2 separate regions of the Xenopus tropicalis genome follow, and region 1 is linked to region 2. Evidence: chromatin contacts called from public Hi-C data. All regions are on one chromosome and are shown on one strand. Each heading gives the region's core, a stretch centred on a gene start, on an enhancer-like site or on the middle of the called end of the contact. The rest is flanking DNA. Distances are from core to core; before and after follow the strand shown.

What was found. Hi-C and Micro-C count contacts between places; a contact is called where the count stands out from the background.
Region 1: a contact with region 2 is called in a Hi-C map of neurula embryo, with 2.7 times the contacts expected there. The contact joins the promoter of rps19bp1 here to the promoter of tab1 in region 2. A contact is called at or near these places in 2 of 5 Hi-C or Micro-C datasets (brain and neurula embryo).

What each region holds. Positions count from the first base shown.
Region 1 is chr4:121,076,836-121,084,309 of UCB_Xtro_10.0, forward strand. It overlaps rps19bp1 (ribosomal protein S19 binding protein 1), which reads right to left and starts at 4,616. Exons shown (of 4, transcript NM_001044432.1): 1 at 4,552-4,616; 2 at 4,126-4,290; 3 at 301-398. The coding sequence starts at 4,606.
Region 2 is chr4:120,871,772-120,879,271 of UCB_Xtro_10.0, forward strand. It overlaps tab1 (TGF-beta activated kinase 1/MAP3K7 binding protein 1), which reads left to right and starts at 5,039. Exons shown (of 11, transcript NM_001016463.2): 1 at 5,039-5,192; 2 at 7,310-7,443. The coding sequence starts at 5,160.

The DNA of each region.
Region 1 (7,474 bases), core at 3,366-5,865, 200 kb after region 2:
CAATAGAAGTTAAGTCTGCTGCCAGTACTGTGTGTGACGTCATAAGGAAGTAAAAAAGCAACTGTAGTGATTATAGGGGTCACTGAGGTGAATATCTCACATTTTTTGTTAACTATACATAGTTAAGGCAAAGATTGTCCTATCAATGTTAACGGTCAAATTTTGTGAATGTTGTACAAAAGGTGAACGAGCCCTTTAATATGTTGGAAATTGTATTTGCTTGTACTTAGGGAAGAGAGAGGAAGAGAAATAGAAGGAGGCAAACACATAGAAAGAATGCTCTTATGGAAAGAAACTCACTTTATCAACAACTTCTTTGCTTGTCACAGAGCTGGAATCAAGCATGTACTGTAGGTTTTGCTGCAGATGATCTTTCGCACTCTGTTTCTTAAACTCCTCTGGAAGACAAAAAAGCAGCTGAATTATGGCAGCATGAACTGGGCTTCTGGCGATAATACTGGAAAAATTATAAGGGCCTATACCACAAAAACACATAAAACTAAAATGTATTTACACACCATGTGCAGGATTTTTTTTTCTCAAGGGTAATAAATATTATGTAAAGTTAAACTGACAAGAATGGCAAACCAAACCAAAACTGGACCAAAAAACAAAGATTATGGTGTGGAGCCTAACAAGAATGGAACTTAACCCTTTAGGTGCCACCAATTGTAGATTGTATGTGCTGCAGCTCTTCTAGACAGGGGAGCAGAACGCAGACTGACTATACTCTCAAAATAATGCAATCAGATTTTTATGCTTGATTGGAGCGATATGCAATCAGGAACAGTGTTGCCCCCCAGGCTAAGGAACAAGATACAGGTGCACATCTGCTTTAAATATCTACTATATACACATCAGGTATGCCAAACACACAGCCCTTCCACTACTACTTGAATCAGCTAGCTTGTCTGTATTGTAATGAGCTTTCTGCTATAAATTCAAAGAATAGTATAGAGTTTGTAAGTTTATTCAGGGTTAACCAAGGGCCAACCAGATATTGGCTCATATTAAAGGATACATATCAGATAAATGAAAAAATAATATATGGTGCTGGTTTTACTTTACTTTTACATCTGCAAAAAAGGGCCCTTTATTGGAGCTTCAATTAGATTCTCTCAGGTCCCTGTCCGTGTTTCAAATGAAGGTCCTATGGGTCCCTGCTAGAAGCACAGCAGGAGGGGAATATCCAATCACAGCCTTGCACTCACACAAGCAAACACAGGCTTCAGTTCCCTATCAGGTGAGTCTAGTTGCCGATTGGTTCCTATTCTACAGTGCAGTGTATAGTATGCAGCCGGATCCCCTGCACATCCAGAGAATTCAGCCAGCAGGAAGTGGGTGGGACTAGTAGGGTTTTGGAGGAATTTCTTAATAAATCAGTACAAAACCCAAGCACAATCCTTTTTCCTTAATCCTTCTATTTTTGGAGGAGTATAATGCACTTGTAAAGTCTTAATTTTAACATGATATATGTCCTTTAAAGGGAAAGGATCATGATTTTTATAGTTTTCATTTATTTCTAACTTACACTGTTTACTAACTTCACTCTCCATTTAAAATTTTATTCTTGAACCAACAAATGTATATTTTTTTTTTAGTATTATTGGTGTGTAGGCGCCATCTCGGTACATTGTGCCCTAGTCTGAGCTTTCAGAAGGAGCCAGCGCTACACAATAGAACTGCTTTCAGGTAACCTATTGTTTCTCCTACTCCCATGTAACTGGAGGAGTCCCAAACTGGACTTGGATTTCTTTCTATTGAGTGCTATTCTGATACCTACTGGGAGCTGCTATGTTCCTCCCTTGTTCTGCTGATAGGCTTCTGGGAAAGGGGTGATATCACTCTAACTTGCAGCTCAGCATGTGACTGCAGTTTATTAGAGCACAGGTCACATGGTTGTGGCACCCTGGGAAATGAAGAGTATGGCTAGCCCCATGTGAAATTTCAAAATTAAAACCAGCAGGATTCTGCTGGAGAAGCTCTATTAACTGATGTGTCATGGGAAAACATGTTGTCCAATTACAGTAATCCTTTAAGCTGAAAAGACTATATTGAATATACATAGAATATTTCTTCCCTTTCAGTGCACTAAACACAATGAAGGGTCTTGGTTATGTGGTTAGGATGGTGAGGTCAAGATAATATACAATCTAAAAGAGGTTATCATGGGAAACAGGATCTTTCTCCAAAAATTTTAAATCTAGTTGAATGCCTAGTGTTTCCCAGAAACCGTAATACCATGAAATTTCAAACTGGACAACTGAAGGTGACATATTTCAGTTGCAATGTTGTTGACTTGAATCAAATGTGCATATATGGCTTCGCATTATCTTGTGTATTTGGATCAATCTGTTGCGGATGATATAGCCAACTCCAACAATTATGGATTTGGTGCATGCTGAATTTGTTATGAAGAGATCAATGAGCTTTCTGGATGTTAATTTACAGACAGTCCAAGGGCACCCACTGAGATTAGAAGGAAGTAGAGGGAAGGAGGACACATTGTTTGCAGCTACCCTCACATGTGGTGCCTACCTCTGATATAAATGTGGTTTGCCCTGCAAAGGGTACAGTCCTCTAAAATGCAAAAAGGTCCAGTTTAGGGCAGTTATTAGCCACAACGGTTTACAGGGAGAAAAAACATACAGTTGATGTTTTGTTTACCACAAGTAGCAAAAAAACCCAAAAACATTTCATTGCCCTCAAGGAGTGGAAAAAGGTGGAAATAGTAGTAGGACACACTAACAGTTGTATTGGCAACAATTAACTTCCGTAAGCGTTGGATACCTTTTATCAAGCAAAGCAGTACAAGGTTACTGTCATTAATACATCAGTACAATATAAATCCAAAAACTGCCCAATATACCAGTTTGCAGTGGAACGATTGCTTCCTTTCTGAGGGAAGTGGAAGGCTGCTTTGGATAGGGTTATTCCTTTTCCTTTGGAATATGCTAAATTAGTTTGTGAGTTAGATTATATTAAATTCCTAATGTCATACAAACATGCCGAGTATTCAGCCCTGACTTAAAATTAAAAGATGAACTTAATTGATGTGCTTTTCTTAAGCAAAGGTTGATGCCACAAAGGGCTGATTCTCGGCCTGTGGAAAAACAAAGACCGAAAATCAGGCCTTATACTGGCAACAGTCTTCTTTGCCTGCACCCGGAACCACTGAATCACAGTCTGCTCTTGTGGGATATCGACTCTGAAATGCAAACTCTTGTTTCTTCAAAGATTCCCGCTGCGTGTGCCTGCACCCAGCCAATTCAATAGTTCTGGCAAGAAAGGAGGCTGATGCCAGTGCTGGAGCTGATTCTCAGTCTAGGTTTTTCTGCATTATGAGAATCCGCCTGGTGTGGCATCAGCTTTAAAGGAGACATATTGGATAAATGGGGAAAAACAATTATTTTGTAGGCAATTATGAATAATATACGGTGCTGGTTTCCCTTTGGGCTAAACATTAACCCTATCTGTAACAATGGCCCCCTTATTGGAGCTCCCTATAGATCCTATCACGTCTCCGTCCAGTGTGAAATGAAGAGTGGGCGTGTCCCAACGGTCCCTGCCAGATGCACAGTAGTTAGGAGAAAGCCAATCACAGCCCGCAGGAAGTGGAACAGATGGGCGGGGCTAGTGGAGTTTTGATGGAATTTCTCAATAAATCAGTCAGAAACACAACATTTTTAAGCACAATCCTTCTATATTTAGAGGAGTATAATTTACTGGTACATTCTTAGTTTTTATAGGATATGTCTCCTTTAAACTACTGTTTTCTATGGGTAACCCTTTAGATCACTCAAGTGATTACAAAACTGGCACTTATATTGTAGTGTCACCCACTGTCACCTACAGCACTTATATTTGCCTATTTGTGTCTGTTAGTTACCCTCCCATATAGATTGTAAGCTCTACGGGGCAGGGACCTCCTTCCTCTTGTGTCCTCGACTCTTAACTTATTGCAGCTGTATTTATTGTTATACTTTCTATTTATCTATTATCTTATTAACCCCCTGTTTGTATTAATGTATTCTACTGTACAGCGCTGCGTATATAAGTAGCGCTTTATAAATAAAGATATACATACATACAAAGCAAGGCAGTGGGATGACATATAATGCTCACCTACAGCGGACCGTATCACCCTGCCTTTAGCAGTTGCTTTCTGGTCGTGCCGCAGTCCCTGCTGCTTCAGCCGCCGCAGTTGCTTTCTCATGCCGGTTTTGCTGCTGGAAAGGCAGGGCTTCGGCTTGCTGCTTGAGTTTCTTTTCTTGGAGCTTGACTCTGCACCTGTACAGGTTAAAGGGGAATGGTACAGGTCACACAACTTTGTACTTTTCTTTACAGTAAAAACCATCACTCATTGAACATTGCGCATTATTTGCAACTTGTGATAAGAATCTTGAGCCCATACATATTGCTGGACTACAACTTCCAGAAGGCTTTTAGCCTTATTTATATGTTGTTAAATGCTGGGGGTGGAAATTCATGTTTACACGGATACGTCCCCTACAGTGCCCCTTCCAAACTAGGCAATTGCCCTATCCTTACCGCTCCTTTCCTCCCTAAGCAAATCCAAGCCTTTCCTGAGCAGTGACACAGACATCCCCGCGGCTCCCGGTTCCAATGCACGCGTGCTTAAAATAAACAACTTCCGGCAGGCTCGGCACGCCACTTCCGGCTTAGCCGCGTACACTTCCTTAAATAACCCTTGTCTCTTAGTAACTGCGGCTGAGTTTATTTCCGCTTGCGTAGGACGGGGGGAGGGGCTTGCGTAGGACGGGGGGAGGGGCTTGCGCACGACTTCTGTATTTTCAGAAATTCCTGTCACACGGGTGCCAAACACTCCGTGCGATACGAGTTGCGCCCCTTTGTGTTTTCCTTTGAATGTACATTTTATATAGAACGTTTTGTTCACTAGCCCTGTGGGCAAATGTGTCACTTTTGCTTCATAATAATGCGGTACTTTGTTCACTTTGAGTTAATGTTCGTAGGGGATTCAATTCCCGCGCAAACTTAGAATGAGAGGCTGCCTGTAAAATGTTTCCCGCAGTAATATTCAGTTCAATCCCGCTTAGCCATCAAGCCGTTCTCTAGTTCCAGGGATGTAGAGCAGGGGGAATGGAGTTTTCAGTTTGAGCCTAACTATATGGCTTTCTGGTATATTTAAGTATACAAGAAGTTTGCCCTATGTCTGAGGGAAGGCTGAGCCCCCCCCCCCCCCCCCATACAGCTTTAACCCCTTCACTACAGCTTTACCCCCCCCCCCCCACAGGGAGCAACTTTATTAGCTTGTGTTGTGTGAAGTAACCCGCAATCACAACTGAAACACTTTTTATTTTACTTAAAGTGGACCTGTCACCCAGGCATAAAAAGCTGTATAATAAAAGTCCTTTTCAAATTGAATATGAAACCCAAACTCATTTCTTTATTAACACATCCATACCCATTATAAAAGCATTTAAAAATCCCAACTGTCAATCATATATTGCCTGCCCCACCTCTATGCCTTAGGCATAGGGGTGGGGCAGGCAGTTACTTTCACTTTCAATTCAGAACTTCTTAGATGTCACTGTACTCCTCACATTCCCCCTCCCTCCTCACCATCTAATTGTGTAACCAGTGCATGGGCATCAGGTCCCCCCATACAGGCACAGAAACAAGATTTTGGGGTGATACAAAGCTTGCCTAAACAGTGTCCACAAAATGGCACCTCCCTGCTTGCTGCAACTGTGAATTCCAAGACTGAAGAAAATAAGATTAAACTAATTTATATGGTGTAAATTAAATGTATTTTGCTTGACAAACACAAGTGAAAACAATCTGGAATTATTTCTTAGGGTGACAGGTCCCCTTTAAAGGAACAGTAACACTAAAAAATAAAAATGTTTTAAAATAATTAAAATATAATGTACTGTTGCCCTGCACTGGTAAAAGTTGTGTGTTTGCTTCAGAAAGACTACTATAGTTTATATAAATAGCTGCTGTGTAGCCATGGGGGCAGCCATTTAAATTGAAAAAAGGAGAAAAGGCCCAGGTTACATAAGAAGATAACAGATAAACTGTGTAGAATACAATGGGAATCTTTTCTCCTTTTTTCAATTTAAATGGCTGCCCCCATGGCTACACAGCAGGGTATTTATATTAACTGTAGTAGTGTTTATAAAGAAAACACACAACTTTACCAGTGCAGGGCAATAGTATATAATATATTAATTATTTTTATACACTTTCATTTTTTGGTGTTACTGTTCCTTTAAAGTCATAAATGGTCTGTATATAACCCTGCTGTTGCTAAGAACTTGACCGAGGTGCAATATTTGTTGGCACCCCTATAATCTCCAGCTTGTTATTTCCGCCGTGTTTGTGATTACTCTTTCTCTTGTAGAGCAGCTGGAGATAATTTATCATGACTAGTATGGCCAGTTGTGCTTCTGGCATTGTAAAAAATGCTGAAGTGTGTATATATTCTGTACTAGAGGAAACCGTCCTGACTGAGGTTTAAAATAGGTTTTTCAGGTAAGGAGCAGCCCAAACAAACCCCACACCCTCAGTTATTAGTGAATGCCTATGGCATCTTACAGAAGCCTCTCTGGGTTATTCCAGAACCCACTGAATGCCTGTCCAAGGCCTGTCCAACACTAATGGCGCAAGTGACCCTCACAGTTGGTAAATTAAGGTATAGGCTTTATGTAAAACTGAATTCAAACTCAGTTCAAGAAAATACCCACAATGAAGATACCAACGTGTTCTGGCAGATTTAGACAAAGTGCAGACCACTGAAATAGGCATTTGTGCCTTCTATAATCATTGGCTTTTCTGATTAGAAGAATTCAGCTCCCCAGATACTACTTGTGGCTGTGAAAACCTGTAATTATTTGTTAAACTTATGGATTGTGATGAAGGTTAGCAATGATAGACCGTTTTAAATGAATACACCTGAGAGAATTGGAAATTCAAACTTAATTTGGTTAAATCGATATGTGGGTGAGGAAAAGCTTGAAATCAGAGTAGGTTAAATTAAATGAAATGTTTTGTGTCTTGGCCAAAATGAGGGTTTTTTTCAGAAAGAAGCTACACTTTCATGTATGGAAACAAAAAAAGCTATTAATGCCTTTAAGAGTGGCATGAATGACTTCTTGAACAAACATATTCATATACAAGGCTATTGTGATCATAAGATCTACTGTTATTATAGGTATCAGTATACAGCATATGAGATTGTGCTGTCTTATGATTTTCTACTTTTTCATCTTACAATAGTAGATATTAAATGTTAAGAATTAAAAAATAGTTCAATTTCTAATATCTCCAAGTATATAAATAGCCGTCGATTACTGGATCTTTAAATAGTTATTTTTTCTTTATAGGCTTGCATTACACTGCAGCATCACCTAGTGGACAGATTAATAATTGCAGAAACAATCATTAAAGTGGACCTGTCACCCAGACATAAAAAGCTGTATAATAAAAG
Region 2 (7,500 bases), core at 3,789-6,288:
TATATTTGCTATGTAATTGTTCCTACAGACGAGAGGTTATAGTACCATTTGCTGAGGGGATGACACCTTTGTAACAATTTCTGTGCCACTATAAGAAGCTGGGTATCCACAAGTTGAAATGGGGGTGCACTGGTTAGCATAGCTAATCACATGCTGGGCCTAATTGGGCGAAACAGGCCAAAGATCTGACTCAAATTAGTAGCTTAAAGAAATCCTCAACTCAACGAAAGGTGGTTCAGTCCTTTAGACCAATTCGTCAGCTTATCTGCCCGTGTATGGGCATGAACAACGGGCCTCCCCGACCTTGCTTGAAATTGGGAAGATCTTGATCGGGCAGGTTTGATTTTTCCTTTGTATGGGGGACTGCATTGGCTTGTTGATGCACTCTCTGGACCAACGGTGCCTATACCAGTAGGTGGGCATTTCGATAGAAGATCTGTTCGTATGGCCATCTCGCCAAACGAGCGGATCTTACAGTGTGTGGCCACTTTTACTGACCCCCATCCAAATCTTTGGCTAGTTTGCAAACTTAGATTACCCAATTCTGAACTCCAAATTGCTCTGTGAGGCTACAATTTTATTGTTACTGATACTTTTTATTACTTAGCTTTCTGTTCAGGTCATCTTCCATTCATATTCCAGTCTCTGTTTCAAATCAATGCATGGCTGCTAGGGTAATTTGGACCCCAGTAACTAGATAGCTGCTGGAATTCCAAACTGAGAGCTGCTACATAAAAAGTTAAAACATTAAAAAACCACAAATATAACATGAAGACCAATTGCAAATTGTCTTAAAATACCACATACATCATACTAAAAGTTAAACATTTTGCAGTTCATCCCATCTCCATGGGACAAGGCTTAGGCACGCAATATGCATTGTTCTACCTTGGATTATTTACTGTGACTTTGTCCTATTGATTTGACTAAATCCCGAGTGGAGTGCTGAGACTGGACCTGCTACTTATATGCTCAGCTCTATGCCCCATATAGGCCATGCTAATAAATGATTATGTGTACAACTGTGCTGCTAATTCAGATGTCATTTATAGGGTGTTCTATGTACCCTTTCTCCTTTCTTTTCAGTAACTATCAATGCCTCATAAAGCCCACAGGTTGCAGTACTGCAGGCCTTTAAAAAAACCAGAGCATCTGAGACCTGAACCGTAGGTATTTTTTTACTTCAGGGAATTTGAGGAAACCCCTTATCACAGCAAAAAAAAGCAAAGATTAGTAAATAATAACTGGGGGGAGTACACTCTACAGTACACCAAAGAATTAATATAGTATGTATGGCCACCTTAAGTCCAACAAGCCCCAGAAGAAACAGATCCTTGCCAGTCTTACCTGCAAAGGAGCTGTGTTCTGTGGTTGCACCAGAAAAAAGCCATGTAACCCCAAGGCAGACAGTGGAAACCCACTGCAAAAAATTGACATCCAAAATCAGCAGTTTTTTTTTTAATTAAGCATATTAATGAATGCATCTTTCAGTGGAATTTATTTGCAGATATCTGGAACATTGGCTTGAAAGCCTTGCCCTATATTCTGTGTAATCTAAAAATGTATCACTAGATGGTGCCAACATTTAGCTTACTATAAGGATTCCTTATTATTGTTCATAGTGGACGGCAGGGAAGTAAAATTTATTTTAGCCATTTTAAAGCAAAGGTGGGTAGTCAGACTCAGAATCCCTCCAGATTAGAAATGATTGGGTCTGATGTTAAGTACCAGCATCTGTCCAAATCTCAGCTATTTTTATGACCTAGTCTTGACATCACCTAAGTAGAGGGTACAAACAGATAACACAACCAAGGGTGTGAAGTCTGGCTAGCCACCCCTATAATCAGCAGAAATAGCTTGGTTTTGACTCTCAAACCCATGGATTACATGCCAACCCATGCACCACTAATCCAGACTGATGGGCAGCCGCCCTATAAATGGCCTTAACTGGAGATAAGGCACGGAAATTAATTTTAAAAAAGGAAATATCAGAAACCTCTGCTTTGTTCCAGATTATCTTTCCTCTACTAGAATACTGCTACTAGAATAATGTCTAGTAGCCACTACTGAGGACCCTTGAGCTGTGTATTCCGAAAAATCAGATTAAACTCAACCAGTTTTGTGTTTAACATAAATAAAATATTATTGAAGTTAAATGAATGTCAGGTTCACAAAAGCCTTAATTTATTTCATGAATAGAAAGTATCTCTACACTTACAGATACACTTGGAGTTAAAGGGAAAATATACTCGCCAGTTTGATATAAGCTCAATTAATTGGGCTTACATAGAAAAGGTATAAAAGCACCTAAACGTGTTATTTTTTACACACTTTACAGATTGAAAGGAAACCATAAAAGCCCCCTTCCTTGTAGAATCTCACTGTAATGAAACCCCCTCCCTTATCTTTTTCCATTGTGGGGTGATGGATTCTGGGACTTGAAGTACCTCTGCTTTCCAGCCAATTTGTGCACCACCCACTACAAAAAGCAGAGAGAATTTATTACTTTTCAATGGAACAAAGTAAAGGAGGGTGTTGCATTACACTCTCAGCATAAGGGATCTTGGGCAATAGGAGTCATCATGGTGTGTCCTTCAGTCTGTGGAATCAGGTATATTTGTGTAAAACAAAAAAAAACATTTATACCTGGAAGTTTAGACAGTGTTGATGCACCTTTTTTTCTTAGTGTTAAACTGGCGAATAAATGGAGTTTAAAAAGCAGATGATTGGTTTGTTGTAAAATTATTTTCTGGGGTAAGCAAACATTTTACTCTAATTTAACTCCAATACTTACCTTCACCACTCCCCCAATGTAATCCTTAGGAAGACTGTTTCAATTACTGGGTGGGCTCAGTAGCACCTCCTGCATGTAACAATTAGCTAACTTTATACTACTGATCCAGAACCTTAGGGAATATGTCAACAGGCTAGCTATCACCGGGGGGGGGGGGTCTGATTTTAGGACAGCAATGGACTGCACAGCTTACCTAATAAATAATTGTCCATACAAAAGTACATTAGAAAATAGTTTGGATTAAATGAAAATATCTAGAATAATGCTGCCTCTTCCATTATTCAAGGTTTATAAAACAGGATAATTTAACCATGACCCAGTTACATGCAGACATGACCCTTGACCCCCCCCCAAAAGAAAATTCATCTGCTTTCCTGTAAGACCTACATCTGTTGGGGTATATGATTCAGGACTGTCCCATAGATACTGGGACCATTGGGAGCTATGACTAGTTGGGCTACATTCCACATGGTTGCAGGAAAGCACATCTCCTAATTGCCCTTACTTAGGCATGGACTGGGAAAACAAGGGGGAATGGGTTGTCATGTTTTTGGGAATTCAGAAGTTGGGAGGTAAGTTTGATTACAACATCGGCACTATCAACAAGGTACTTGTGTGTTCTCCCCATGCCTGGCTGAGATGTCAACCCTGATCTGACATGATCCAAGGTCACCTTTGCCATGCCTGGTGTGCCCCTGGCCCTGCCCTTATGGGAGGGCTTTGTGCGATGGTTCTATACGTTTCAAAAGAGCAGATAAATGAAGTCCTTTTGTCTCTTTGACACTTAGCGCTTAATCTTTAACGTAACTGTACTTTGTATTTTAATAGTTTCTTGACCCCATTTGTTCTGTTAATTTATTGTTCTGCTGTACAGTGCTCTGTAAACAAGTAGCACTATAAAAATAAATCTACTGGAAAAATGAGGGTTACGTCATAATAGACGCTCAGCTTTCTACAGGGCCAATCACCTACATCTAGAGCTGGGCGGTATGACCAAAAATTTATATCACGGTATTTTTCAAAATTATATCGGTATCACGGTATTTGACGGTATATAAATAAAAAATAAATAATAAATATTGGTGGCCCCCCCACCCCCCCAACCCCAGCCCCCCCAGCCACAACCCCCCCCAACCCCCCAACCCCAACCACCACAACCCCAGCCCCCCCAGCCACAACCCCCACAGCCCCCCCAACCCCAGCCACAACCCCCCAGCCCCAGCCACAACCCCCCCAACCCCAGCCACAACCCCCCCAACCCCAGCACCAGCCACAACCCCCCCAGCCCCAGCCCCAACCCCCCCAGCCCCAGCCACAACCCCAGCACCAGCCACAACCCCCCCAGCCCCAGCCACAACCCCCCCAGCCCCAGCCACAACCCCAGCACCAGCCACAACCCCCCCAACCCCAGCACCAGCCACAACCCCCCAACCCCAGCACCAGCCACAACCCCCCCAGCCCCAGCCCCAGCCACAGCCACAACCCCAGCCCAACTTACCCAACTTGTGGTTCCTCCAGCGATGCGTCCTAGCGACGTCACATGCGCGCCGACGTCACGTGCGCACGGGCGCAACCCGGATGTAATTGGATAAAAACTGCAGGAGGCGCGCATACCGGTATGTTCAAAAATCATATCGTTTTTTTTTTCAAAAACCGGTATACCGGTTAAACCGGTATACCGCCCAGCACTACCTACATCAGTGATCCCCAGGCTCGGGGGGGCACCGTTGCTCACCAACCCCTTGGATGTTGCTCTCAGTGCCCCCAAACCAGGGAGTTATTTTTGAATTCCTGACTTGGGGGCAAGTTTTGGTTGAATAAAAACAAGATTTCCTATCAAATAAAGCCCCCTGTAAGCTGATAGTGTGCATAGAGGCCCTAATACCCAATCTTAGCCCTTATTTGGCTCCTCCATGAACTTTTATGGTGCTTGTGTTGCTCCCCAAGGCTTTTTACATTTGACTGTGGCTCAGGAGTAAGAAGGGTTGGGGATCCCTGGCCTACAGCAGCTAATCATCAGGCAGCTTTTACTTATCTCTTCAGTTAAAGCAAATATGCTATTAGTTGCTATAGGTTACCACAGCATGGCAAACTCTGTGCCTTTTACTGCATACGAGTGTATATGTTAACGCATTATCTGTAATTTAAATTCTTAAGGGACGATGCGTTATATTCCGGCGTTTACGGCTACAAAAGTACGAAGAGTAAAATGAAACAAGGAAGCCAACCTATTGCTCCGTTCTGAGCATCCCAAGTGAGCCAGAATGCACGCCAGTCTCTCTTCCCAAATCACCGCTTCCTGCTTCCGCGTTAGGCTCAATCACGTGACCCACGTCTGATTGGCGGCGTCACTCCTAGTGCAAATATGGCTGCGCCGAGAAGGAATCTTCTGCATAGTGTAAGCGGTGAGATTATTGTGCAGCGGTGAGGCACTGTCAGTGGGTGTGAAGCGAGCGGGGCAAGTAACAATAGGTTGGCTAATAATGTTCTGCCTGGAAAACGTTGCAATGTCGGGGCAGAAAAGAAAACAACAGTGGTGATAGAAGGAAGGGGATGTTGCCCAGTCATAGATACATGCAGTATTTATATAGGCAGGAGCAGTGCAGCATGGGAGCAACATCTGTTAGCGGTTTATAAATATGTGTTTTAATAGTAATACTAAGTTGTGAAGGTATTTCTAGAGTAAATGAAGGATTCTCCTATGTTGTGTGATGCACTCTTGGTAAATCAAAGGCAACATTCTGCAGTGTTTTAGAGATTAATATACATGTAACAATGCTATTTGTTTCCACAGTGCAGGAGACAATATACAAGAATCACACTTTTTTCTTTTAAGCTTTTAAGGTGATGATGCGTGTAATCCAGACAGGGCTTCCACCCAACTCATGGGAAGAGCTCCCACTGATGGGTAGAAATGAGGGTGTAGGGCAGCTCATCCTGTTCTGTAGCACAGGGAATAGCATACTGAGAACTAGAGAGGTACATTTCCTGAACAAAATGTGAGTGGTGCTTGCCGTGGCAAAATTCGTGCCCCAATATTACAATGTTTCCTTCAGTTTGGTTAATTGCCCCTTGCTGGGGCAATTAACCGCCCACCCTCTAGAAAAGTCATTGCACCCCATTCCCGAATAAGCCGCACGGTTTGACACCTCATTCATGGGTCTACGACAAACTAGTTATTTGCCAAAATCCCCATTATAAGTCAATGGGGCAAATTTGGGGACCTCTCTTGCCCCGGGGGTAAAACTTATACCCTTGTGCGGGGTATCTTCTGACACAGGTTGCAAACCTCTTCAAATGTGGTAAATTTCACGTTTCGAAAAAATTCCCTCTCTGCGCTACAATCCGTCAAAGTTGGCCTCAATGTTAAGTCTATGGGATTTTTGGGCCAGTTAATTGCCCCCTGCAGGGGCAATTAACCACCAACCCCTTAGAAAAGACATAGCACCCCATTCCCGAATAGGCCACACGATTTGACACCTCACTCATGGGTCTACGACAAACGGTGCGGGACAAGTTCCGTGCCGAACTTTTGTACGGAAGAATAATAATAAGCCTGTGAGATAATAGAAGTGATGCTTTGCAAGCACCACTAATTAAAACCAACAAATGCGTAGATATATTTCCAGGCATCTTTTTAATTATAATGTATTTTTATGCCAGCATATTCCAAAGTGGTGTACATGAAAAGGGATGCATACATCATGCATGCAAATCACGTACTAATACTCAGTCCCTTTTATTTTTATGCTGGTAAAGTAACTCACCAGATTAATGGCACAAATGGGAAAAACATTTGAGGGCATGGTAGGGTCTGATGCGTTTTGGTAATAAACTCTTAATCATAGGCTCATGCACCCTGCCATGTATTTTTTTACATGAAGGAGTGCAGCCTTTTCTCTTAGTTTGATGCAAATATTCTCCTTAATTTGATGCAATATACTATTTTATAGAGCTTGGAGGATGAAAGATGGGACTGTGTTGTAGCAACAATTACATAAACTCATTTTGTCACAGGATGGTGAAGTGTAGGAAAAGAGTACTGAAGTGAGACTGAATGCTTGGAGACTAAATTTCCGTTGTTTTGTCTTCTTGCAATGCCTGTAATCGCCCTGTTGCTTCGTATGCAAATCACATGAAAAAGCTGGGTCCTGAAAATCACCTGTACTGTATTTGTCACAGATTTCATGTAGGAAGCAGTTGGAGGCAATTTATAGCATATTGTTGGTGCATTTTAGCAGGAAGAATGAGTGCATCCTGAATCAGCTGTGCCATTGCCCTCAGTGTACAGTGTATTGCTCCTATTAGAGCAAGGATCACAATATATTGAAGTTTATTGTTTAATTATACAATTTACTCAACGCAATAGCATGAGAACAATGCTAAATGGCTCGTACACTCGTATCCACAGTCATGGGTTTGACAGTGTAGTCCCAAGCATATTCTACATTTCATATTTTTCCTTTGCATATGTTTTTTATTTCTTTAAATGGCATTGCATTTCTGTTTCCCTAGGAGCAGCAGAGCTGGACAGATGATCTCCCTCTCTGCAACCTTTCTGGGGTTGGATCTGCTTCAAATCAGACTTACAATTCTGAGGGCCTTGGGAAGGAGGAGCACCCATGTGAAGATAACTGGATAAAGTTCAGGTACAGTTTTAATCACTTTCCGTATAGGTTGGACATTAACCCATGAATATTAGAAAA